Linked DNA regions of Mus musculus: regions 1, 2, 3, 4, 5 and 7 are each linked to region 6. Evidence: chromatin contacts called from public HiChIP or PLAC-seq and promoter capture Hi-C data. All regions are on one chromosome and are shown on one strand. The core of a region is the stretch at or near the end of the contact, and the rest is flanking DNA. Distances in the headings are between cores, read along the strand shown.

Evidence for each region. Promoter capture Hi-C pulls out the DNA fragments that hold promoters and counts their contacts. HiChIP or PLAC-seq counts read pairs in DNA pulled down with a chosen protein or histone mark.
Region 1: an H3K27ac HiChIP or PLAC-seq map of embryonic stem cells shows a contact between it and region 6, with 5 times the contacts expected there. The contact joins the promoter of Dnajc5 here to the promoter of Rps21 in region 6. A contact is called at or near these places in 1 of 39 promoter capture datasets (pre-B cells) and 2 of 115 datasets of contacts at active chromatin or transcription factors (embryonic stem cells and extraembryonic endoderm stem cells).
Region 2: a promoter capture Hi-C map of hippocampal neurons shows a contact between it and region 6, with 4 times the contacts expected there. The contact joins the promoter of Ppp1r3d here to the promoter of Rps21 in region 6. A contact is called at or near these places in 4 of 39 promoter capture datasets (the 3T3-L1 cell line, 3T3-L1-derived adipocytes, embryonic stem cells and 1 more) and 1 of 115 datasets of contacts at active chromatin or transcription factors (astrocytes).
Region 3: a contact with region 6 is called in an H3K27ac HiChIP or PLAC-seq map of double positive thymocytes, with 7 times the contacts expected there. The contact joins the promoter of Zfp512b here to the promoter of Rps21 in region 6. A contact is called at or near these places in 1 of 39 promoter capture datasets (pre-B cells) and 2 of 115 datasets of contacts at active chromatin or transcription factors (double positive thymocytes and microglia).
Region 4: a promoter capture Hi-C map of pre-B cells shows a contact between it and region 6, with 2.9 times the contacts expected there. The contact joins the promoter of Polr3k here to the promoter of Rps21 in region 6. A contact is called at or near these places in 2 of 39 promoter capture datasets (the C10 cell line and pre-B cells).
Region 5: a contact with region 6 is called in a promoter capture Hi-C map of pre-B cells, with 5 times the contacts expected there. The contact joins the promoter of Tcea2 here to the promoter of Rps21 in region 6.
Region 7: an H3K27ac HiChIP or PLAC-seq map of embryonic stem cells shows a contact between it and region 6, with 4 times the contacts expected there. The contact joins the promoter of Rtel1 here to the promoter of Rps21 in region 6.

Annotation. Positions count from the first base shown.
Region 1 is chr2:181,518,815-181,522,447 of GRCm38.p6, forward strand. Dnajc5 (DnaJ heat shock protein family (Hsp40) member C5) reads left to right here and starts at 1,671. Exons shown (of 5, transcript NM_016775.3): 1 at 1,671-1,883.
Region 2 is chr2:178,412,232-178,415,996 of GRCm38.p6, forward strand. It overlaps Ppp1r3d (protein phosphatase 1, regulatory subunit 3D), which reads right to left and starts at 2,232. Exons shown (of 1, transcript NM_001085501.2): 1 at 1-2,232. The coding sequence starts at 1,976. The coding sequence ends at 1,137. It overlaps Fam217b (family with sequence similarity 217, member B), which reads left to right and starts at 2,303. Exons shown (of 4, transcript NM_001081289.1): 1 at 2,303-2,477.
Region 3 is chr2:181,591,063-181,594,523 of GRCm38.p6, forward strand. It overlaps Zfp512b (zinc finger protein 512B), which reads right to left and starts at 1,399. Exons shown (of 17, transcript NM_001164597.1): 1 at 1,359-1,399.
Region 4 is chr2:181,863,066-181,866,492 of GRCm38.p6, forward strand. Polr3k (polymerase (RNA) III (DNA directed) polypeptide K) reads left to right here and starts at 1,295. Exons shown (of 3, transcript NM_025901.3): 1 at 1,295-1,504; 2 at 2,881-2,968. The coding sequence starts at 1,394.
Region 5 is chr2:181,678,420-181,681,770 of GRCm38.p6, forward strand. Tcea2 (transcription elongation factor A (SII), 2) reads left to right here and starts at 1,878. Exons shown (of 10, transcript NM_009326.3): 1 at 1,878-2,056. The coding sequence starts at 1,988.
Region 6 is chr2:180,255,420-180,258,745 of GRCm38.p6, forward strand. It overlaps Rps21 (ribosomal protein S21), which reads left to right and starts at 1,960. Exons shown (of 6, transcript NM_025587.2): 1 at 1,960-2,028; 2 at 2,202-2,264; 3 at 2,369-2,432; 4 at 2,567-2,638; 5 at 2,811-2,866; 6 at 2,959-3,025. The coding sequence starts at 2,215. The coding sequence ends at 2,968. Cables2 (CDK5 and Abl enzyme substrate 2) reads right to left here. Exons shown (of 10, transcript NM_145851.2): 10 at 3,120-3,326. It overlaps Mir3091 (microRNA 3091), which reads left to right and starts at 2,117; the gene lies at 2,117-2,192.
Region 7 is chr2:181,317,999-181,321,666 of GRCm38.p6, forward strand. It overlaps Rtel1 (regulator of telomere elongation helicase 1), which reads left to right and starts at 1,726. Exons shown (of 34, transcript NM_001001882.3): 1 at 1,726-1,858; 2 at 2,808-3,059. The coding sequence starts at 2,958.

The sequences.
Region 1 (3,633 bases), core at 421-2,920, 1.3 Mb after region 6:
GTGCAAAAAGGTATAAGATGAAGGGAGAAGACACTGTTAGAAAAGATTGGAATTTATTTAATGCGTTATGGGAGGCCTTAAGTATTATCTGCTTTGTTTTTGAAAGCTGACTTGAAGACAGACAGCAATAGTGGCACATATATCTTGTTGGTTAACCAACAGCTGTTTAATTGGACTTTATGCCTGCTCAATAAGAGAGAAATCACGCCTGATCCTGGAAACCTAGGCGACTATCTGGGGCTAGTGAAGTCATGGATCACGTTGCTAAACCAGCATAGTCCCTAATTACATCCTAAATACTCATCCCTACACCTATAGGTTAAGTGTAGTTCTCACTCTTCATCAAGGAAAACATCTTCTCCAGATAGAGATCATTACAGAAATTGAAACTGATCAGAATGCAGATTGGTGGAGCCCAGTCCCCACAGATAGAACTCCACCACAAGTCCTGAACTTAAGGCTCAGAGATCATTGTGGAAGAAGGGGAGGAAAAGCTGCAACAACCAGAGGACCAGACAGTTCGCTCTAAGATTTATCTCCTTAAAATGTCAGAGAAGCTACATCCGTGAAGTAACATAACCAACATGGCTGCCTAACTGACCTGAGCAAGGACAACATCAGCTAAGCATGGTGTAAGGGAGAAAGCGCACAGGGCCTCAATCCTAGCTAACTAAGGAATTCTGAGAGCTGGAGAAATAATCAGTTTTAGGGAAGAACATAGAAATTGGTTTTCCCATAGCAAATGATCAGCCTTGAAAACATATACCTACTTAACATACAGACTGAATAGGCTGTATTTATATATTTAGGAGCTATATCACAACAAAGAAGAGGCTATGAATTTGAAAGGGTGAGTGTGTGTGTGTGTGTGTGTGTGTGAATATGAGAGGTTTGGAGAGAGGCAGGGGAAAAATGATGTAATTATAATCCAAAAAGATTATAAGAAAAAATGGTGGGCAGGCAAGAATGAAAGTAAAGCTGTAGGAACACTGGCCAGGAAGATTGGTAGCTCTGGAATAAAAAAGCACAGCACTTGAAATTGTTTGTTACAGCGTAAGTAGGCAAGGGTCACTAGGTTTATTACTTAGTAAGTGAACAGAGTGAACAAGGATTGTATGAGACAGAGTGGGAAGAAAAGTCCTTAACCGTCCACGCATATCATTGCAGACGATTCCTAAAGGATCGCTAAATAATGGCGGTTGATTTTTCAGTGACTGGGAAGAAAGGCAGGAAAGTCTTTTCTGGGTGGTCTCCAGGGATGAACGAAAATGTCAGTCCCAAGGCAGTACCTTGAGACGAAAATGAAGGTCTCCCTCTCTAGTTTTTTGGTAAGTAGTAATAAATTTTTTGAGGCTTATATGAAGCACTGAGCAAACAACTGGAAGAAGAGCAGTTTTACTCGCGGAGTGCCACTTGCCTGCCTTCCAGAGGCGAACCCGCAAGCCTAGGCCTTGCCTCTGCTCCCGGGCTGTAGCTTCCGGCTTAGTAGCTGCAGGCTCCGCCCACCACCTTAACCCTTCCCGGTGATCGTCAACTGGGGCGCAACCTTTCGGGGACCGAGTTCTACCGGAGCTCCGGAGCTTTCGTGCGGCGCTGCCACATTGGCTCCGACTATGGGCGGGGCCTCAGTGTTGGGTTCTAGGCGCTTGCGCAGCCAGCTCTGACCTGCCAGAACACACGTCTTTTTCCGGGGGCGCGCGTGCCAGTGAGTGAGCGTGCGCGTTCTTGCTGCCGCCAGTGTTGCTTCCGCCGTCCTCTGCCGCTGCTACGGCTGTCGCCGCCCGGGATCCTCAGGCCGAGCAGTAGGCCGGCCGGCTGCCCACCACTGCCCCGGGACGGAAAGCGGAGCCGCGGAACCGGTGGACCGGCGGGCGTGCCGACAGGTGAGCTCACTCTCCAGTGGCTCTCAAATTAGGTGGGGCCGCGGGGTTCAAGCTGCCGGAGCCGGGCAAAGGGGAGGGGAAGTGGGGCGAGGGCGCCGCAGCAGGAGGTGAAAGCTGCCCGCAGCGGAAATGGCGGCGACCCTCAGCAGCGGCGGCGAGCCCGGCCCTGGGCACCACTAGGCCCTGCTCGACCTTGCGCACGGCGGGGCGGCGCGGAGACGAGGCTTTCCGGGCCAACTCCGGTTCGCACGCGCGGCCGCCTCCGCGGCTCCCGGAACGCAGAAACTGGTGTGTAGGGAGGCGGGCAGTAAAGGCTCCGAGGCTTGTTCACATTCTGGGACGCAGAAATTGCCTTATAGTTGTAAATTTCAAAGGCATTTGATGTATAAAAAAACCCCTAGTTTATATACCTAGGGACGACATTTTAAGAGGCGATTTTGTGTCGTGCTCTTTGGGGAGAGAATTAGGGACTCATTCGTTTAGGCTCCAACTTGTGTTATATGGCTGGATTAAAGACTTGTTTTTCCTTGTGTCTAGGAGATGATTTCTCCGAATTCATTAAGTGCATCTTCGGAAAAATAATGCAAAAGGTAGCTTTAATTTGTTTTCAGATTGGACTTTGGGGAAATTGGGTCGCCGTTTGTTGGACGCTCAGCTGATCATTCATCCTTTATAGGCAGTGTGTCTCAATTGCTAGTGGTTTGTCTGTTTAAACATCAAAACGCTACTTAATAACACAAAGAATTATATTGTCCCATATATTGTCGTGGTTGCCTAAAGACAAAACTCTAATCGTAGGATAATTTTGTTCATTTATTTGCTTTCTTTAAGGAAAGCGTGATCTGTTAGGTGACATTAAAAGCCAGGACTTTCCGCAGTTTCTAACTTAATATGTGTTACGAATCTGTTACCTGTATCAGTATTTTCATACTTAGGCTGGCCCTGTGTGTGTGGACCGCAAGTGTGGAGCCAGTGGAGCCTCTAAATTCGTTCGGGTTTGGGAACAGGGTACCTGCCCTTGGATTCTTTAAGCACCGTGCCGCACAATCTCTTTGCCCCAGCAGCCTCCTTGCTAGTCTCTTAACCAATTTAAGTGCTCAACCCTTGACATTTTTTTCATGACCACTCTCATGTTCCTGTTATGTGAGATATCCTTCGTTTCTACTCCTCTGTTATTCCACTGTGTACTGCTGTAACTAGTCTACTGTCGAATGTTAGACTCTCTGCTTTACTTTTCCCCTCCTTGCTTAATTGTATACAGCACTTGACTCTTCGTTTACTGTGTTAACATATTTAACATTGTTTTTTAGTTAAGGTTTTGTTTTGTTTAGGATAGTCAGATAGTATGTGCCCAGTAAATACTTACGGAATGAATGGAAATGAGTTTAGTAGCAGCTAGGCTATTACCCTTTCACCAGGAAGCCAATTAGTGAGTAGTGAGCGCTTAAGAATCACCAGGCTTCTGTATCCTCAAGGACAGAGCCACCAACTTTCCCCTGCCCTTTGGGGGTGGGAGGGGGGCAGTCAGTTAAGAGAAAGGGCTTATACTTTCCTGTAAAATCACTTTACAACTTTTGGGGGGTGGGGCAGGAGGAGGATTGGTTTTTCAAGACTAGGTTTCTCTCTGGCTTGCCCTGATACTTGCTCTATGGACAGTGTGCACCATGGCCTTGAACTCAGAGATCCACCTGCCTCTGCCTTCCAAGTACTGGGCCTACAGGGGTGCGATACGATTATCAGCCAGCTCTGT
Region 2 (3,765 bases), core at 982-3,481, 1.8 Mb before region 6:
TAAAAAAATGTTAGCAACTTTCCTAACCGAAGGCACAAAGAATGAAGTGGTATCTGTTAAACCTGACATAACAAATTTAAAACACATTAGGAGAATAAAAATCCACGAGCTGTTTTTCCTCCAGTACCTTGGCTAATTCTGAGAACCACCCAGGTTCATTTGGAAGCTGACTTCTAAAATATGAATCCTGGAATCTTTCCATACTTAGAAATAAAAATGTTGCTTCTTTCGTGGAAAAAGGTCCCCGGGAAGGACATGCCTGCCTGAATCCCTGTGGCCACTTGAAAACGTAAAATACTTAAGGCAAGATCTTTTTAAAGGCTCAGGTAGTTTCAAAATATATATATATTTATATATGCCCTGCTAACAAGCAGACCCAGAACCAGACCAGTAGAAGACAAATGTGTGAACAGGCAGTCCCTGAAGAGAAAGGGCTATCTGGGCTAAGTTGCATGGTTGGAAGCTTTTCTGTCCACTCCTCCCCAGCTGTTGATGTGGGAGGCATCGCCTAACCAGGGCAGCCTCGAAGCCCAGAAATGGTTGTGTGATGACAGATGAGCTGCAAGTTCCTTCGCTATTAATAGTTTCTACTGTTGGAAGGCTACAGACATTGGCAAGCAAACATGGTCTCAGATTTTCACCGTCCCAGGGCAGAAATGCCTCGAGGGACCATAATGCAGGCCACACTGTGTATCTGTACAATTATTACGGTGGGTGAAAACAGATAGCAGGCCTCCTCTAAGCTGATTAGAGTATTCCTGAGAAAGCATTCTCCATGGGTGGAAGTCTAACTTCACAATAATAAATAACAGCTACTTATATTCAGACACATAGAGGAGACATGCAAAAGGCCTTTCTTGCAAAACACTGACCTGGGTCCTACTGAAATTAAGGACCACAATCCCGTGCATCTGCCCCCCCCCCCAACAACGTGTTACACAGGCTGACCGCCAGGCTCTCAAGAGAATTCACTACAAGACAGGCCAGGCTACCGCCGCAGGGCTTCACAGTGAAAAATTAGGCCAGACCACTAGGAAGGAAGGCTGGGATGGGAGATGGCCGCTCAGAGAGCTGCACTGGTGGGGAAGTGTCTGCAGGTCTGCAGAGATGGAAGCTCCTGGTTCACAGCCCGCAGCTCAGATGAAGTGAATCCAGCTCTCCTCGCACTCCCCGCGTGGCATGTGCAAGGCATGACTGCGACAAGTAAGGCTATAGTCGCGACCATCATTGTTGTCCCAGTACTCAGCACCAGCTACGCCATAGCGCAGTGCGAAGTGTACCTGGGAGCCGAGCTCCAGCAGGAAGGGAGGCACTGGAAAGCCGAAGGCGAAGATGTCCTCGGTACCTTCAGCACCTGCAGGTCCTCTCCAGCGCGCCACTGCCTCATGCGCACTGCGCCAGCCAGAGAAGGTGTAGCGCACCGTCACCTGCTTCTCGAAGGCCACGTTGCGCACGCGCACTGTGCCGCTGATGCCCAGGTCAGAGCAGGTGACACGTTCCAGGCACACAAGCTGGCGTGCCAGGCGTTCTCCGAAGCCTGGGGTTTCGATGGGCGGCGAGAAGTCGGGAACCAGGCACTGCAGCGTGAACTCCAGATCCTGGCTGCTGCAGCACAGGTCTGAGTTGATGGCTAGGCGCGACAACACGTGCAGCGGCACGGACGGATCGTCGCCTGCGTTAAACACCTTGACCTGCGCCAGCTCCAGGCCCAGCGCGTCAGCGAAGCGCACCCGGACCTGCCGGTTGCAGCCAGCTCCGCACGCGGCGCCCGGGGCTCCCGCAGCCTTGGCACGGCGCTCGGGGGAGGTGGGCAGCGAGCGCGAGCGTCGTTGGATGATGGGCCGCAGCCGAGGGTCGCAGCCCGGGGGTCTGCAGGGTCGTCGATCCATGTCCGAGAGGCAGCTGAGGCTCCGGGGCACGAGTTTCCGGGACCCCGGGGTCGAGGGCAGCGGGGCAGAACCAGAGCCTTTTGACATGGCCCAGCTGGGCGGGCGTCACCGCCGAGCCACTAGGCTTTAGGGCTTGACAGCCTCTGGAAGCCCCGAGGCACCGCACCCAACACGGAGACTGTGTTCGCGGCCTGGCCCTGGTCTCAGCGGCGGGCAGCCTCGAGCAGCGGGTGGCGCTATCCAAGGCGGCTTCCCGGGGCGTAGCGCCCTGCACGGTGTCGGCCGCTTCTCTCCTTCCTCTGAGCTCTTACGGGAAGGCCAGCAACCCCGCCGCCCAGACGCTCAGCCGCCCGCAACTTCTCCAAGCGCAACTTCCCGGCGCGCCCCCGGCGCGCCCCGCCCCTCGTGACGCCGCCCGCCGGTGCGTCCAGCCAGCGCGCCCGGCTGCCCCGCGTTCGCCCGGCTGCCCCGCGCAGCCCCACGCTGTCGGAACCGCGCGGCCCGCGACCACCCCAGCCCCCACCCTTCCGCCGCAGCGCAGCCGCCGCCCCCGGGAACCTCGTCACGTGTGTTCAGGCTGCGGAGCAGGTCTGCTGGGTTTCCTTGGTGCGTGTGCCTGCGCACTGCACCCATCCATCAGCGATGGTGTCTACAGCAGTCTAGGACGTGCTGGGTGCCAGCTGCGGGTGGGGGCGGGACAGAGCCCAGCCAAGGTTGGCCTGGCGCGAGCTGGCCCTGGGACTGTGGTGAGCGGCCAGCCAGCCAGCTCTGGCCACCTTTCTCCAGCAACCTGGATCAGTGGCCAGACCCAGAAAAGGTTGCTTCTGCGGGAAGCATCTTGCCCACACCTCCCCACCATGCTGTGCCTCCCCATTGGCCAGGAAGCCAGTTCCCTGGGGAGGTGCGGGGGGGGGGGAGGGGGGCGGGGGAAGATGCTGCTTCCCTTAGCTGGGCTTGCAGCCAGAGAGGAAGACTGGGAAAGGGGCTAATGCCCATGATGGATTGTGCAGCTGCCCTCTGGCTCTTGAGGAGCGTTTTGTAGCCAGAATCTCTTGAGCTTTAGTTTTGCTGCTATGCAAGCTGAAGCCATGTGCTCCACCCCCTCTCTGCCTTACCCACTCATGCATCCTGATTGCACAGCAGGTTTTTATTTCTCTGAAGAACTTCACATACACACACACACACACACACGACTATGTGTCAAGTGTGTCAGGTAGATGAGGAGCCAGGATGGCACTGCGCCTGGGTCAGACATGCTGTCATGGTTGGTTTCCCACTTAACAGCAGAAAGATCAGGGTAAGGAAGGAGGGTGGGCCAAGAATGTTTTCTCCATCTAAGTGGAATCAAGCCTGTTAGTTGTGGGGTAATTGACCATAAAAGGGCCTGTTATGATTTTTGTTATCTGTACATGCACACCTAAAAGTCTTACATAATTATGGTGGGAAAGCCCAGGGTTGGTTGAGAAAATTTCCCATGATCCCATCTATTTTCCATTTGACAGAGGCTGGGGAATTATGGGAGAAAAATGTTCGGTTTCCAGGTATGCTTTTTTCAACAGGCCCCTCCTAACGGGAACTATGACCACCTTTGGTCTGGGAACCTGCACTTCCTACTGAAACAGCATCTAACACATCATGGGTGTTAGTATACTGATGATCTTTGAAATTTTTTTAAAAATACACATGTGAGTGCAGGTGTTCTGGGAGGCCTGGGGAGGGTGCTGGCCTGGAACTGGAATTACAGATCCTAGTGAACCACCCACATAGTGCTGGAAGCTAAACTGGGGTCCTCTGGAGGATCAGTAGCTCTTGACTCTTGAGCCATCTCTCCAGCCCAGCACTGATGATTAGTGATCTGGTAGGACAGAGAAAACAG
Region 3 (3,461 bases), core at 149-2,648, 1.3 Mb after region 6:
CAATATGTCTCTCTAGCCCTGACCTCCTATATTGATCACATCAAAAAGCAAGTAATGGAAGCTTCTAACTTAGAGAAGGGGGTTTGCCCAGACAAGGTCTTTCTAAATAACCCAGAAGACATGAGAAGTGTAGAAAGAGCCAAGACTCTTACTACATTTGACACCCTCACCTACACCCTCATCTAGACACACAAAGACCAAAGGCTGCTGAGGATCAGCCTGTCTTCAGAGGGTCCACGCAATTGAAGAAGACTGATAATATTCCTCATAGGGGACAATTAACACTAGTAATGGTTGCTGGCTCACAGGCAGCCACATCACCACACCTCAGGGATAGCTTCTCCTCAGAGTCCTGGCCCCTGCCATCTAGATACACAATACTAACCTACTCAGATAAGAGCCCTTGAAGACCTCTCTCTAGGCAAAGAAGCCAATATGGGTCCTGAAGGCCCATGTCCCCACCACATGCACTCATCCCTCTGGTTGGTAAAGTGAAGATCCACTAGAAATACACTTTAGTCCCATGCTGAGCTATCCTACCTGCCTGCCTTCTCAGCCTTCTGTGCAGACAGGGCCCCTCCACCCAGATGAATACACCACATCAGACCCTCAGCCACCACAGCCTAGGCAGCCACCATTTCTTCTTATTTTCAATAGCTTCTAGGTTCCCTGCCTAGGAAGCCACTTCAGCTAAACAAGTTATAGTCAATACTGGCAAGCAGAGGCTATAGAGTATGCATGCTGCTGCCCTGGGGTTGGGCCTCTGGGGACTGTTCTGCTTGCAGCATCACATACCCTGAAAACCGAGGAAGGCTCTAAGCATAGAATGGTGAGGCCTCGCAGAGGCACCCAAAGCCACAGAAGGGGGCGGTACCAAAGAGCAAGGTTCAAGCAGGTGAGTCCTCTCCTAACAGTTTTTGATCAACTCAAATCAGAGGGGATGTGTAGGGGCTGCGTTATCCAGGAGGTCTAAGGTCAATCACCGTTCATTGCCAAGGACAACACCCCCATCCTGGGCCTAGGGGAGGGGAGGGGAGGGGAGGGGGGGTCTGAAGTCAACTAAAGTTCTCTGGATGTCCTCGTTTTGCAGCTTCATAAGGAAATGAGTTATCCAGAACCCCGATTACATTTGAGGTCCGGGTTATACGGCCTGCTGCAACCTTCTAGTCTTTCAGAGTTAGGGGTAAGGCCTGGCCGCCGGAGTAGGAAGAAAACCCCTCCTCCACCTGGGGTCCCTGCGATCTCCCTTGTAGCCTCCAGGGAGGAGGGCGCTGCCGCGGACGCAGGCCACTCCGCCCGGCCCCGGACGAGCGCAGCCAAGAGGCGCACCTGGAGGCCCGTGGCCACCCACCTGTCACCTGAGGCCGGACGCGGGCTGCAGCCTGGCCCGGAAGCGCCGACCGCGGGGGGGCGAAGGCAGTGAACCAAAATGGCGACTTTTTCTGGAGGAGGAGGCGGGAGGACGGCGCCGACGCGGGGAGCGGGGCGCGGCGCGGGTCCGGGCGCGGCGGGGAGGCGGGCTGGGCACAGGGCTGGTGCGGGGCGCGTGTGGCGCCGGGGCCGCGGTAAAGCGGGCAGGGCCGGCGCTTACCTGCAGCGCCCAAGGGGTGCGGCCGGGCCAGGCCGGAGCCAGAGCCGGGCCGGGGCGCGGGGCGCGGGGCGCGGGGTCCGGGCGGCGCACACTCCGCGCCGTGCTGCGCACATGCGCGCTCCCGCCCCTCCTACCTTTGACAGTTTTACTGCGGGGGGGAGGGGGGCGAACTCTCGCGGTATTCACGCGGCCGCCGCTGCGGGGAAGGGGCCGGTGGGGCCGTTCCGCCGCTCCGGGCAGTGCGGTCCGTGGCCCAGGTGGTCCTGGCCTCCAGGGCCGAGCGATCGGTCACGCGTGCCTTGGGCAAGAGTCGCTTTGTGGACAGTCCAGTAAACTGAGGCACGTCAGGAACTCTGGACACTACCGCAAATCCTGCCTGACGGATTAAGCAACCGGTGTGGTTGCGCTGGCTGAAGTAGATCCTATGAAGGGTTATAGGACATCTGTAGGCTGTCAGGGGGCACCTCAGCCTCTATCTGTCCCTTAGGCCACCTTAATCTAGACACGAAGACCGATAGGCCTTATTGCGGTCACTGGCTATTGAATCAACTTCTCCCTTCTTTGTGAACAGTGTGGTCCTAGACCAACAGCCAGTAAGTATCTAACTTCTCTGGCCCCGAGCCTGGGCTGCTAGTGTAAGATCTAGGGGGTGGGTGGGAGGATGACAGCACAGCCCACACAACTTGGAAATAAATGAGGCAGAGAAATAAACACCCTTTTGACAGACTAGGAAGGGGAAATAAATGAGGCAGAGAAATAAACACCCTTTTGACAGACTAGGAAGGGCCAACTGGCTGATAAGGAGGTAGAATGCAAAGCCTGGGGCTCCACAGGAGCACTCAATAGGGAAGGGAAAAATTCAGCTTTCATTTGAGTCATAATACTGTTACATGTTCTCAGCCATGCCCACTGTTTTTTTTTTTTTTTAAGATTTATTTATGTTATGTATGTGAGTACACTGTAGCTGTCTTCAGACACATCAGAAGAGGGCATCAGATCCCATTACACATGGTTGTGAGCCACTATGTGGTTGCTGGGAATTGAACTGAGGACCTCTGGAAGAGCAGTCTGCGCTCTTAACCACTGAGCCATCTCTCCAGCCCCCCCCCCCCACTGTTTTTTCTAAAACAACTTTTCACTATGTAGCCCTTTGTAGACCAGGCCAGCATCAAACTCAGAGATCTGCCCGTCTCTGCCTCCCATATGCTGGGATTAAAGACGTCTTTTACCTTTTGTGAGTCTCCCAGGATGTGGAACATCAGACTGTTGGTGGGGATCAGTGTGCACACAAAGGTGTGTTCAACTTTCCCTGTGTAAGTCTGAGTTTTCACAAGTGTGATATACCAATGCCCATAGGTTATTACATGTCTAAGTGACCATGTGTTATCAGGTGGTAGTCATATATGGGCATCATGATGTAGGTGAGGGCACTACATTCCCTGAAGCTGTGAACTGCCTGAAGAGGGTGCTGGAAACTCAATTCTGCAAGAACAGCAACTGTGTTCTCTCTCTCTCTAGCCCCACCTCCCTGCAATTTTTCTTTATGTGTGTATCTAAGTGTCAAGACATTTTGCAATGCACTTATGTGCACCATGGGTTATGTCATGTCTAGTGTTAGTGATTATGTATTGTATTTATGCACTTGGGTAATTATATCTGTGCATATGGGGATGTTATAAATCTTTGCACAGATCATTGGCCAATTGTGCAAGTGTGTTTGTACATATTTAAGCATGTCTGGGTGTTGTGTCACTATGTTTGTGGCCTATACCTCAATGTTCCTATTTGAATGTCTGGTTATTGTGTTCAGAGTGTGTGATTCATGTGCTATGGATGTCAGGGTATGGCTGAAGAGTAAGCCCCAACAAAT
Region 4 (3,427 bases), core at 45-2,544, 1.6 Mb after region 6:
AACTGAAGCTCCTTTTTCTGTGATAACTCCAGCTGTGTCAGGTTGACACAAAACTAGCCATAAATATTTGGCTTACATGTCAAGAGTCCATTGTTTAGGGGAGTCAATGCAGGAACTTGCTGCAGAAACAGAAGCCATTACCATGGTGGGATGCTGCTTACTGGTTTGCTCCTCATGATTTACTCAGATTCTCAGATTGCTTTTTTCTCTCTCTCCATTTTGTTCTTAGACTTACTTAAGTGTATGAGGGTTTTTGTTTGTTTGTTTTTTTTTTTTTTTGAATGCTTGTTCGTGCACCAAAGACGTGCTTGGTGCCTACGGAGGTCAGAAGAGGGCATTGGATTCTCAGGAACTGGAGGTTATGGACGTTTGTGAGCTACCATATTGGTGCTGGGAATTAAACCAGTGTTCACTATAAGAACAAGCAACAGCTGAACTATCTCTTCAGCCCCATCATTCTGCTTTCTTATATCACCCAGGACCACTGGCTTGGTGGTGACACCGCCCCCAATGGGCTAGACCCTCTCCTACCAATTTTAACTCAAGAAAATGCCCCCAGAGACTTATTTACTGGTCAATTTATGGTGACATTTTCACAATTGGGGTTCCTCTCCCTGGATATTTAGTTTGTGTATAGTTAAAGCAAACAGAAAACAACACACACATACATGTGCATGTTGCAGAATGACTGCAGAGGATTAAAGAGGCAAGGAGTTTCAAAGAAATCTGAGAAGCCAGAGCTGGGAAATATAAATGTCTATAGGAAATGAGATAAAAGAGTCAGCTGGACGTCTGTGAAAAGGAGCTGCTGGTATTTGTTACCTGCAGGGTTGAGTCTAGCTGTGTAAGTGAAAGGGCAGAATGAAACTAGGTGAAGAAATGGCCAGATGGAGGAATGGCAGGTCCAGATAGGATATCGTACGTCAGTCAGACAGCAGTTGAGACGTAGTATTAACAATGGGGACAGTGTTCCTGGGACATTTGGTTATTTTCTGTCCGTTCCGGATGAGAATATTGCGGAGCAGCATGATCCTCCTGTAACACGTCCATGGCTCGGAGTGCGGCAAGTGTCTCCTCATCACCCAGAACCTCTCACCTGGGTACTCTGGTGGTGCCAGCATTATCGGTCCAGTCCTCTTGGCGTTTCAGCTAGGGAGACGTGTGCACACGCGCAGAAACGACAGGGCTGGGCGTGCAGGCAGCATGCTATTGGCTGGATGGGAAAGGATTATCTGCGGTGACCAATGGAGTGTGCGAGGCTGCCCGCCGCAGTGCCTACTGGGAACGTCTTGAGGATCCCGGGTTGCCAGTTACGGAGCAAGTGAGACGGCTTTTGATTGGGCGCCTGCACCACGGAAGCGCCAGACAGAAGCGAGGTGTGGAAGCTGGCAGTATGCTGTTGTTCTGCCCGGGCTGCGGGAACGGACTCATTGTGGAGGAGGGGCAGCGTTGCCATCGCTTCGCCTGCAACACTTGCCCCTACGTCCATAATATCACCCGTAAGGTAAGTTCCACAGACGGGTGCCTTCTCTGCTTTCTGGGAGGCACAGCAAGCGTCGGCGCGCTCAGACCTTCCTGCAGGCTTTTGTGCTCTCGCTGCGGTGGTACCCCAAGTCCAGCAGTCGCTGCTCCAGTGGCGTCGCTCCGGCCACGTCGAAGCCCCCCCACCCCCCTCTAGCTCTCCGTTGCCCACTTTGTGATACTCCGAAAATTGTGAGAATTTTAGTTCATACCTTTTAAACCTACACTCCCCTCGTGCTGTCCTTGGCGTACCAGTCCGCGCCTCGCCTCTGATTTGAAATCCTTGGGTTCTTCTTGTGGCTCTTTTGCTCCCAGCCCCTGTCGTTATTCTAGAGAATCTTCACCATGTACGCAGTACTGTTAGGTCCTTCCTTTTGCCCGAGTCATTCTTACACAGGCACATATCACACTTATTCATTCTCCGCCTTACCCCCTACCCCCGTGTATGTGTGCATGTATGCGTCTCTGTTTCCCTCTTCCTTTCTCTCTCCCTCTCCTCTTTTAAAATAATGGCTACCTTATTTAGATTCCTGCCCTTCTGGCTGTTTGTGCATGTCTATAATTTTAGCACTTGGAGAGGCTGCGGCAGGAGAATAGGTTCAAGGCTCACCTGGGCTGCATAGCACATAGACACGCACACACACGCACGCACAGGCACAGGAAACAAACCAAACCCCAGCACTTTCAGTTTATCCACATTCCTTTTATATTTTTCACAGAATGCATTGCCTTCTAATATTTTATATCCTTGTTGCTATTTTGTGTGTGTGGTGCTTGTGTTGGAGCCCAGAAAGCTGTATTTCTAGCCCTTGGTGTTTTGTGTACCCTTCAACTCTTGTTTTGTTCCTCCTTACCTCAGTGACTGCAGGTGTGCACCACTGGGCCTTGGTGACATCTCATTCTTAATGTTTGCTCATTAGAGCTGTATGGTAGGAGTTTAGAGTCTGGATTTGTGGTAAGATGAGTTGTGACATAATTTCGAAATTAGAAGGATGCCTGATAAACTTAGGAAAGCAGCCAAAATGACCTGGGGAGTGCTGGTATACCCAGTTAAATGTCTGTCACTCCTGTTGGATTATTAGGTGTCTGAGGGGTATGAGAGAAGAGTGAGGTTTTACTAGGCTGATTTTTCTTCCTGCTCTGTCTGGTGTTTCCTTCTGTTTCTAGAGACCTTTGACATTGAACCTCTGTGCTGTTTTGGGGGACATCCCAGTCACAAGACCCCTACATTTCAGTGACTCACACTGCTCTTTGAAGAAGATAAATTTTGTAGAGGGAATGCTGGAGGGAGATTGTAGTTTGGTGGCCCACTTGTAAAACTGTACAATTACTTCAAATCTGATGTCTTGTTTCTATTAGGTAACAAACCGAAAGTATCCAAAGCTAAAAGAAGTGGACGACGTGCTTGGTGGAGCAGCTGCATGGGAGAATGTGGACTCTACTGCAGGTGAGGATTTTCCCATAACAGAGCTAGGGACTCAACCCTGCTTATTATTACTCGTTATTATATTTAATAATAATAAATTTATTATTATAATGTAACCCTGTCTGTTATTAGGGCCAGTGAGATGGCTCAGCAGGTAAAAGCACTTGTTGCCAAACCTGTTAGATTCTTGGAGCCCAGAGAGTAGAAGAGAGCTGACTGATGGAAACTTTTTTTTTGTGACTCTGTACCATCCACCACACACACACACACACACACACACACACACGTACGTACGTGTAAGTGTAAAAGAATTTAAGAAGATGTAAATAACAAAGTAATGACAAATAGCTAGTGTTTGTCACTAACTCTAAACAAGGTTTTACATTTTTGTTGCTGTTTGATTTTGTTTTTTGAGACATGGTTTCTCTGTGTAGTCTGGGTGTCCTGGAACTTGCTCTGTAGACTGTGCTGGCCTCAAAT
Region 5 (3,351 bases), core at 628-3,127, 1.4 Mb after region 6:
TGGAGCGAACACCTGGGTGAATCTATGGTCTAGATGTTTGGTGGGGAGGTTCCACTGAAGATAAAGCTCTGAAAGTCAGCAAGGTGTATGGGGGTGGGGTGAGGTGGGGGAGAATCTGGGGTGGGAGGTGACTTTTCTGATCAAGGGCCAGAAGGTTCGATTTGGAGCTCTTGTAGGATCTGGGATCAGGACTTTTTGTTTCTGAAACATGTCTCTCATATACATATCTGAGGATAACCTTCAACTTCTGGCCTTCCTGTCTCTATCACCCAAGTGCTGAGTGAACAGGCACGTACCTGTGATGCCTGGTTTGTATGCAGTACGGTGGATTGAACCCAGGGCTTCCTACATGCTAAACAAAATACTATCAACTGCGCTTTCTAAAGTTGGAATTTTCTAAGGTTGCAATGTGGAAATATCTGGCTGGTGAGTACCAACCCCACAAGTAAGGACCCCTCAGGATTGAACACACCTTTGATCTGGCTTCTTGTGACATAGCTCCCCTGCTGGTGATCTACTGGATTTTCCTCAGGAAAGAGCCTGTTCTTGAGCAGATCTGTGGGTGGCTCCTGCCACCTACAGGCTGCTGTTGCTCATCATTGGGACCAGTCAGAGCTGGGACTACTCAGTAGGCAGTCCCTTGATGGGGTCAAGTCATCAGCCAAACACAGCATGGCTGAAGGTCCTGTGGTTCTCTTACTGCCTGTCTTGTGGTAGGGTCCTGAAAGCATTAATTCAGTACTCAAACACAGGGTTCCCTTTCCCAGAATTTTTGTTGTTGTTGTTGGGTTTAGCTTAGAGCAAGGGCCCAGCTCTCAGTAAAGGGCAGAATGAGAGGTGGTATGAAACTAGAGAGCTGGGTTCAGCCATCACTGCACCTCTGGAAAAGCTTTGTTGCCTTCAAGAAGTTCCATGCCTTTTTCTTATGGTAAAGATGTCATAACTGATTAAAACGGTCAGCTTAGGTCATTTGTGTATGTCATTTGCACTCTGGCCTCCTGGGTACAAAAAAATTCAGATTGACTTTTAGTACCAGCACACCTGCCACCATGTATAGGACAGAAGAAGAGCAGAGCACCATTCTCCCTTTCCTGGACGTGGTTAGGGTCTTCCTGAGGTAATGCCTCAGTAGCGGATTGCCTCAGTACCCTGCCCTGTTCTCAGTGTAAAATATGAATCGGAGGCTCCTGATCGCAGCCTCTGTCATTGTCACTTCACAGGTTGGGAGACTGAGACGTACAACAATGTGCAGAACTTGGGGTTTATACCGTTAGGTTGACTTCAGAACCTGAATAGTTCTCCCCACTCCCACCCCCCACCCCCGAGACAGGGTTTCTCTGTGTAACCCTGAATGTATTGGAACTAGCTCTGTAGACCAGGCTGACCTTGAACTCACAGGGATCTGCTTGACTCTCTATCTCTCGAGTGCAGGGATTAAAAAGGCATGAGCCTACATTGCTTGGCTAAAGCCTGAATTCTTGCGGAGAAACCGTTTCAGAGTCCCGGCCACCTGCGCAGCGCCAAGAAAGCCCCCAAACTCGGCTTGGTACCAAGTGAAGTGTGTGGAGTGAGCTGAGTGACTCTCGGAAGTGGAGGCGATCTAAGTGCACTAGTGAAGGCGCGACCGGCCGCCAGGGCAAGCTGCTCAGATGGGTTGAATTAAAGACCTGAGCGCAGTAGGGTTGTCCTTCTCCCTCCTCTAGGTCCTCCCTCCCCCTGGCATTCGGTGGGCACGTGGGGCCGTGGTCCGGCGGAGATACCTGCGGAACTACCTTTTCCAGCGGGCAATCAGGCCGCAGGCCGCAGGCCGCGCAGTCGTCTGGGAGTTGTGGTCCCGGGGGCGGGGACTCTTTTTTTTTTTTTTTTTTTTTAATTCTGTCGCACGCGGCCGCCAGGCGGAGGTTTGGACCGCGGATCTAGGCGGCGGCGGCGGCCGAGGTCAGGCCGGGCGGCGCAACCGGCACAACCCGCCGCCACCGAGGTAGTGATGGGCAAGGAGGAAGAGATTGCTCGTATCGCCCGGAGGCTGGACAAAATGGTGACCAGGAAGAACGCGGTGAGGGGCGCGGGCCGCCAGGACCCTGGGGCCCCGCTCCGCGGAGACCGTCTGAGCCTACCCTCGGGCAGAGTGATACCTAGCCCAGTCAGTCGAGACCCCTTGCCCAGGCCCGCCCTCCACCCTGTCCTGGGACTGCCGCTTCGCAATGGACGCCGCGTTGACCGAAAGCTACCCTCTGTTCGTCGCCCAGCGGTGGCCGCGGGCGTCCCTGGCCCAGCCGTTGTCTCCCCTGTCTGCCCCCCACCCTTCAGCACCAGGTTTCTCTTAATAAATTTTTCCCCTGCTTAGTCAGGCCTCAGGCAACAGCAAGTCGGTTTGGGCAGACAGTTGAGCCTGTGGCGTTGAGACCCCTGGCCAGTGTGGGCTTGGCAGTCCAGCCTGCCTTCCGACCATGGTCACCTGCGTAGCCTTTGAGGAGCATCCTTAGGGGATGATGGCACCTGCAATCTTGCCTTCCGTGGGTGGGAAGGGACTTAGGAGGTGGCTTTAAGACTGAGTGACTCTAGAGCATCCGCAGCACCGCTCTGAGGGCAGCCCAGATAGTGGCTGAGTCATGAGTCTGTACAGCCTCCCCAGGACTGTGCTTGAAGTAGAAGGCTGCAGGACAGCTTTTGGGGATGAGCAGGATTGCTCTAGGGGTTGGAGGGCTGGGGTCTAAAACAGGAAGTAGGTTAAGTGCCCACATAAGCCTTTACACTGGAAACAGAACCCACTTTGCAATCATCTGGGCTACAGAGGCCCTGCTGGAGCTTCTTTCCGGTAAGAGAAAGCACAAATGACAAACTTGGAACTAAGGGTGGCAGAGATAGGATGGGAATCCAAAGGGAGACCCAGTAAGGATGGAAGGCCACAGATAGGACTGTACAGTTGAGAAGGGAACCTGCAGAGGTTCCAGTAGTCCTTGAGAGAGGCTCCTTGGAACAGCTGATGGTTTATCTGGGTTTTCATTATGGGAGTGCAGGGCTATTGTGGATGCATGCCCCTGGCTCCAAGGATCAGGTCTTCTTAGCAAAGTCAGCCACCTCAGGGCTGATTGGTGTACAGCTTACTAACTTAGGGCCATGAAACAAGGCTGCAGCCTGAGCAGATAAGTCACACAGATTGAAGGGTCAGCCCCAGCCCCTACCACGGCTGGATGGGTTGGTTTTCTCTGCCTCTTTGTGGCATATAAAGACAAATGAGCTCATAGTGGAAACTTGGAGGACAGCAAACACAATAGTGTTGGGTGTTAGAAGAAAAGGCTGTCTCAGTTGTAGGAAGGAGGTGTTTGAATATAACCTGGAAGTGGTAAA
Region 6 (3,326 bases), core at 710-3,209:
TTTTGGCCATGCTCTCCTTCCTGGCACATCGGCTGCTTCATCTGTGGCCACTAAGGAGGCCTTGAGGGTTCAATTCAATATGCACGGATGCAGCCAGAGCAGCTGCAGATCTCAAAACTAAAACCACCCCTGTCCACATGCCTTATGGATGATATGAACAGTGATTTTCCTAAGGTCAGAGGCTCTGGTATCCTCACTTCTTTTCTTTTTTCTTTTTCTTTTTTGGTTTTTCGAGACAGGGTTTCTCTGTATAGCCCTGGCTGTCCTGGAACTCACTGTGTAGACCAGGCTGTCCTCGAACTCAGGCAGGCTGTCCGCCTGCCTCTGCCTCCCGAGTGCTGGGATTAAAGGCGTGCGCCACCACGCCCAGCTAGCCTTGCCCTTCTAGCCCATTCCTTTTGCCTTGCTTAAAAAAAAAAAAAAAAAAAAAAAAAAAAAACCACGATAGATTCCATTCTTAAAGTTAGCCACCAAACTCTACTCCCTTATATGGTCACTTCCTCCTCGTGAGGCTGACTACCAAAGTCCAGCTATTAAAAGTCCTATCCAATCAAAATACACCACTGTGCAGCCCGGTCTAGCATGGAACCCCCCTTTTCTCTTATTAAAAGTTACACCTGCAAGGTCATTTGCTTGTGTTTTTCTGACCAAGTAGAAAACAGCCACTTTAACTCCTCTTCCCCACCCCCATTTAAAGGAGCTCTCTGTGAAAACAGGTGCTTGGGTAAGGTGTCTGTGCCTAATCTGAAAGATAACCCCTGCTGCGCGGGAATTTATTATTTTTTTCAAAACAGGGTTTCTCTGTGTAGCCCTGGCTGTCCTGGAGCTCACTGTGTAGACCAGGCTGGCCTGGAACTCAGAAATCTGCCTGCCTCTGCCTCCCGAGTGCTGGGATTAAAGGCGTGCGCCACCACGCCCTGCGCGGGAACTCTTAATGCATACATGACTACTGGTTTCCAGGTGTGAGGAGGAAAGTGTAGCCTCGGTTTCACCAGACCCCGTGACAGACAGTCTTGGAAGGTGATCACCAGTCAGTGTGCACATGGCAGGGAGGTTCTCCCCAAGACCATGTAACTGGGTGTATGTCCCAGCTCCAGACTGCAGCTCCAGTCCCAGAGAGATATCAGGCATAAAGTTCTACAGATGAGTGAGCAGTGGATTCACTCACGGAGAAATGTAATCTCAGGAGAGTCGTCAACAGCGTGGGCAGTCTTGTGTCCGGGCTGCTCTCTGACCTCGTAAACAAAGAGGCTTACTGAGCATTATGGTGACTGTGGTCTGGGAACTTTCCTTTTTCGAGACGGGAACTCAGTGTAGTCCAGAGTGGCCTCAAATAGATAATCCACCTGCCTCGGCATCCCGAATGCTGAGATTAAAGGCGTGCACTCTCAGGCCAGACTCACTTCCCTAGGCGTGTGGACCGGGTGGCGGCTGGAGCCAGAGGAGTAGGGCAGGGCCTGGGGCGAGGAGGGGCAGGATGGCAAGGACGCAGGGTGAGTAGGGGGTTCTTGAAGAGAATGAATGTGCAGCGGAAAGCCAGCGGTCCAGCTCATTTGATCCAACCTCAGTTTCCTCTTCGGAGGATTGGTCTTCCCGTTCCCGCCTCCCTCCGCCACGCTCGTTCCCCTCCCAGGCTCTGGCGGCGCCTCAGGTCGGTGGAGTCAGGGATCCAGCAGCGGCTGGGCTCCCTCTGACAAGCTAGCCTCGAGGGCGGCTGGAAGACAAGCCAAGTCCAACCTCTCCAGCGGAGGACGGAGGGGCTGGACTCCGCAATGGAGGCGGGGCCTGAGGAAGAAGGCATGTCTTGGCTGGAGGCGGAGACAGGGACCGATGCCTGTGCTTTGTGCGGAAAGAGCCAGGCTTTCTTTGCACCGGAAGCGGAAGTTAAAACACACAAACAGGCCTCCGGTATGGTGGATACGAGTACCCTGACCCGGAAGCACTTACCGAGGACCCGCCCTCCTGCCCAATAGTGCTGCGGAGGCACGAGCTACTTCCTTTCTGCGCTCTCGCTGGACAAGTGAGCAGGTAGGCCTCGGTGCGGGCTGTGTGCGAGCGGGGCCGGGCTGGGCCGGGCTGGGCGCAGTTGGGGAGGTCGCGGTCACATGGCCGAGAGTGCTTGCGGGCCATGGGTCTGGTTGGGCCCGCAGACTCGGAGTGCGGGCCTGACCAGTCTCAAGACCTGCGTGGTAACTCTGCAGGGACGGCCTCAGGATGCAGAACGACGCCGGCGAGTTTGTGGACCTGTACGTGCCGCGGAAATGGTGAGCATCTGCGGGCCCGTCATTCTCGCGCCCGCTTTCCCCGCTCCCATTCATCCACTGTTCTTTTGCGACCTATTAAACGCACTGTGCATCTCTTTACCCAGCTCCGCAAGCAACCGCATCATTGCTGCCAAGGACCACGCGTCCATCCAGATGAACGTGGCCGAGGTGAGCTGGGAACCTGACGGTTCCTGAGGGAAGGAATTACGAGGCCCTCAGGCCTCAGCCTGGCTCTTGGTGTGTTTACTAACATCGGGGTGAGGTCGAATCTTCCAACCTCTTTTTTTTTTTTTTTAACCCAGGTTGATAGGACCACAGGCCGGTTTAATGGCCAGTTTAAAACCTATGGCATCTGCGGGGCCATTCGCAGGATGGTGAGTTCTACCACCTGGTCTGCCTTGTACTGTTCATGTGACATCTGAGCTCTGATGGTGGTGTCCTTTTCTTCCTGTGGGAATGGTTTTGGGCTTAATAGTGCATGCTCTGCCTGCTAAGCAGGGAGCCAGCTCTGTGTGGATACTCAGGTATTTATTTTTAATTTTAAAGGGCGAGTCAGATGATTCTATTCTCCGATTGGCTAAGGCTGATGGAATTGTCTCAAAGTAAGTGTGGGGGACAATCTCACATTGGGGTTGAGTGGCTTGGGACTTCCCAAGAGATACAGCTTTTAATACTACTTTTTCCCCTTTGTTAGGAACTTTTGAGCAGAAGAAATCGGGAATTTGTTACAAATAAAAGTTTTAAGTACCTGTGACAGTTAAGTCTGCTTTTGCTGTTTTTACTATGTAGGGCTGGTGTTTTTATTGTGACCAGAAAAGGGCCGCACACTTACCTGAAAGGAGACAAGCAAGGAAGTATGTTGCAAAAACCAGTTTTACTTTAACAAAAACATTTTAACACCTTCCATTCATAACCTACTGGACATACACCACATTCTGAGGTCTGACACAGCTGTGTCCTGTTGAGCGCTGCGGGTGCAGCACCAGGTCTGTGGCATTGGGTCACAGTCCAGCTGGACACCATGGATATACCTCAGATTTCTGGACTCAGTCTATAGGACTC
Region 7 (3,668 bases), core at 476-2,975, 1.1 Mb after region 6:
TGTGTGGTTGGTTTACATCTACCCTATAATTGAGATAGTGTTTTATTCACAGAGGAAAAAAAAAGTAGACAATGTAATAGTGAAAATAGAAAAGGATTTTTTTGTTTTGTTTTGGTTTTTTTCGAGACAGGGTTTCTCTGTATAGTCCTGGCTGTCCTGGAACTCACTTTGTAGACCAGGCTGGCCTCCAACTCAGATATTCTCCTGCCTCTGCCTCCCAAGTGCTGGGATCAAAGGCGTGTGCCACCACCGCCCAGCTAGGATTTTTTTTTTTCAATATGGCAACACTGGGCAGAGGAACAGTGAAGTCCAATTATCTCCCAAATGATCCTTACAGCTCTGATCCTTAGGTTTATTTGGATGATGTGTACATTACTATGCAGCCTTGGGTCCTAACCATCATCTCTAGCTTCAGTCTCTTTGCCACAGTGGTCTGACAAGTTGTCATAACTGCATAAAATCTTCTTCCCTAAGAAGAGTCCCTTCTCTGTCTGGTACCCCTCACTCTTTTCCTTCCTTTCCTGGGGAATTCCAATTTCTGGGGGGTCCATTGTTTAAATGGCCTGATAGTCAAAAGGAAGATCATATGCATCTCTTAGAATATATTCATTCCTTCCAGGATAGTTTCATTATAAGCTGGGCATGCTGCCTCAAAGCAACTACCTATGTGCTGTGAACTAGACTTGTCTTGATGTGAACCCAAGCAGCAGATGAATCAGCTCATGTCTCAGCTTCACTAGTAGCCCAGAAAGTTTTGCCTGGAATTGGTGCCATCCCAGTGTGTGTGGCCTCCTTCATCTTCAAATTCCCAATAAGAGATGAGGGTCTGAAGGAAATCTATAGGTTTGTCAGGGTGTTCTGTAAGTATGATCTCACATGCACAAGTATGGGCATTTCTGTGGGAAACTACCTGGGTATTAAAGAGAAGCTCTGAAACAAGTATCTATTAGTAGTGGAGAGCCAGCCACTGAAATGTCAATTTCTTTCTAATACCTATTGGGATTGCCTGAAATAAACAAACACCTCTGATGTCAGCACCGCCCTGAAGGACTTTGCAGCTCTCTCTTCCCTGGAGCTCCTTGTTGACTGTCAGCTAGTGCTAGGTGCTAGAGATTTAGAGGAACTCACCTGACAGCTAGCAGACACTGATTGGAAAATAAGCTGGACCCTGGGTGAGAGAGGAGGCAGTGAGAACTCTTAATGTGGGGTGGGGGTCTAGGTAAGATGCAGCCATTTGGATTTTATATACTCCAGCTGTGAAAAGATGCCTTTTGTGACTTGAGGTCAGTAACCACAAGAAAGCTTTAGATTTGTTTAGTTGTGCGGACAATGTAAGTGGCCTGGCCAAATGAACTAGTAGATTCCAGAAGATGGAGCTTATAATGCAAAAGTGGGGATGAGTGTCCGGGCGTGCACGCCTTTCATCCCAGCACTTGGAAGAGGCAGGTCAACCTGGTCTACAGAGTGAGCTCTAGGGCAATCAAGGCTACAGAGAGAAAACCTGTTTCGAAACAAACAAGCAAAAAGAGTGGGAGACAAGCGAGACTCTAGACGATATTAAGTGCTTTGGATAGAATACAGAGATGAGGCCAGGTCCACTGCACGAAGCCCCACCCCCCAGCCCCCAGCCCCCTGGCGTCCAGAGGCGAGGGAACCTGCTGACTCAGAAGTCGCGGAACCCGGTTTCCGCCCGGGTGCAAAGTAGCGGACCGGAAGGGAGGAAACGGAAGTGTAGCATTTAGGCGTGGCTACACGGATCTGCCCGCGAAGTTCCAATCAGCGGACTGCGGAGCACGCGGGATCCGTGTCTTTACAGTTGTTTGATACCGGACTTTGAAAGGCAGCCCTACCGAGACAAGTGAGCTGGGAGTCGCTTGACAGTTTTATCTGAGTGGATAGAGGTCATAGATCACGCACTCGCTAGTTCTGAAGTGCCGCGGTGCATTCTGGGTCCCGGGCTCTTGCTGCCAGTGTCTAGCTAGAGGCGCCTCCCTGGGCTAGTTCCAAGACGGCGGATAGATTTTCGCCTGTCAGTAGACTTGGAGGTCTGGAGAAGTTTAGTGACTTGCGGAGGGCTGAACAGATCATGATTCTGTTTTGCTACCTTTGTTTGGTTGGTTTTGGTTTTGCGTGTCAGGATGTCACTGTGTATTCCTGGCTGTCCTGGAACTCGCTCTGCAGACCATGCTGGTCTCGAACTCAGAGATCCATCTGTTTTTTCCTCCTGAGTGCTGGGAACTAAGGCTGGAGCACCACGCCCTGCCTGTTTTACTACTTTATTTGCATTCGGGTGCACACCTGGACCGAATGATGCATGACCCCAATCTTAAGAGCATCAAAGGTTGGAGACATTCCACGCTTTTGTGTTCAGGTCCAGGCCACAAGGGGATGCTCCTAGGTTCTTAGTCACAGACTTTTTGAAGAGTTGCAGGTAGAGTGCTGAAAATGTGCTTGTTTTGATAACTACATTGGGTTTTTGCTTTGCTTTGCTTTTCAGTCTAGGATGGAATTGGGTGAGCCAGGGGATCATCTTTAGATCTCTAAGCTCCTTTTTATTTTTTGAGACAGGGTCTACATAGCCCTGGCTGTCCTGGAACTCCCTGGACATGCTGGCTTCGAACTTAAGAGATACCCCTGCCTCTGCCTCCTGAGAGCTGAGATTAAAGGCGTGTGCCACCATGATAGGCTCTAAGCACCTTTTGATAGGGAAATAACAGATTTTCTGACCCTACAAGGACAGCTTCCTAAAATGATTGGTGTAATGGTCTGTGGCTACAAAGGCTGATTTCTTCTTATCTGTGTTGTAGGGAATTCTTACAGAGGGAAACCTGATGCCACATGCTGCCAACACTTACCTGGAGTGGCTGAAACACTGAGATGATCAGAGGGGTTTGTCTCACAGACCCAGACAGCCTGCATCTTGGCCTACCACCGTGTCTTCCTCAGTATAGGCTGATATGCCCAGGGTAGTCCTGAATGGTGTGACAGTGGATTTTCCTTTCCAGCCCTACCCATGCCAACAGGAATATATGACCAAGGTGCTAGAATGTCTCCAGAAGGTAAAGCTACAAAGCTCAAGACAGTAATTTAGAGAGGGGGCAATGAGGGCATACCTTCAGCAAACCCCTACTGTAGCCCTACCCTCATCCATTCCAGACTGGGTTTGTCTGCATTCTTTGGTTGGAGACTATAACAAGTGAACAAAAGAGATAGTTATAGAGAGGGATAACTTTGAGAATGTATTGCTGTCCTTTCTGAGTAGGTGGTGTTTGTGCTGGGTCTATTTGATAAGGAATGGGCTTAGGAGGCACATTTCTATGCAGAGGAGCAGGAATACCCAGCTTTCACCGTTTGGGGAAAATGTTTTGGAAAGTTTTTTTTTTCTTTTTAGATTTATTTATTGATTGTATGTAAGTACACTGTAGCTGTCTTCAGACACTCCAGAAGAGGGCATCAGATCTTGTTATGGACAGTTGTGGGCCACCATGTGGTTGCTGGGATTTGAATTCACGACCTTCATAAGAGCAGTCGGTGCTCTTAACCGCTGAGCCATCTCTCCAGCCCTTGGAAAGTTTTAAAATGAGACTTTGATTTATTTATTTTATTTTTGAGACAGGATCTAACTTTTAGCCTAGGTGTTCTGGATAAGCCAGGCTAGCTTCAACTCA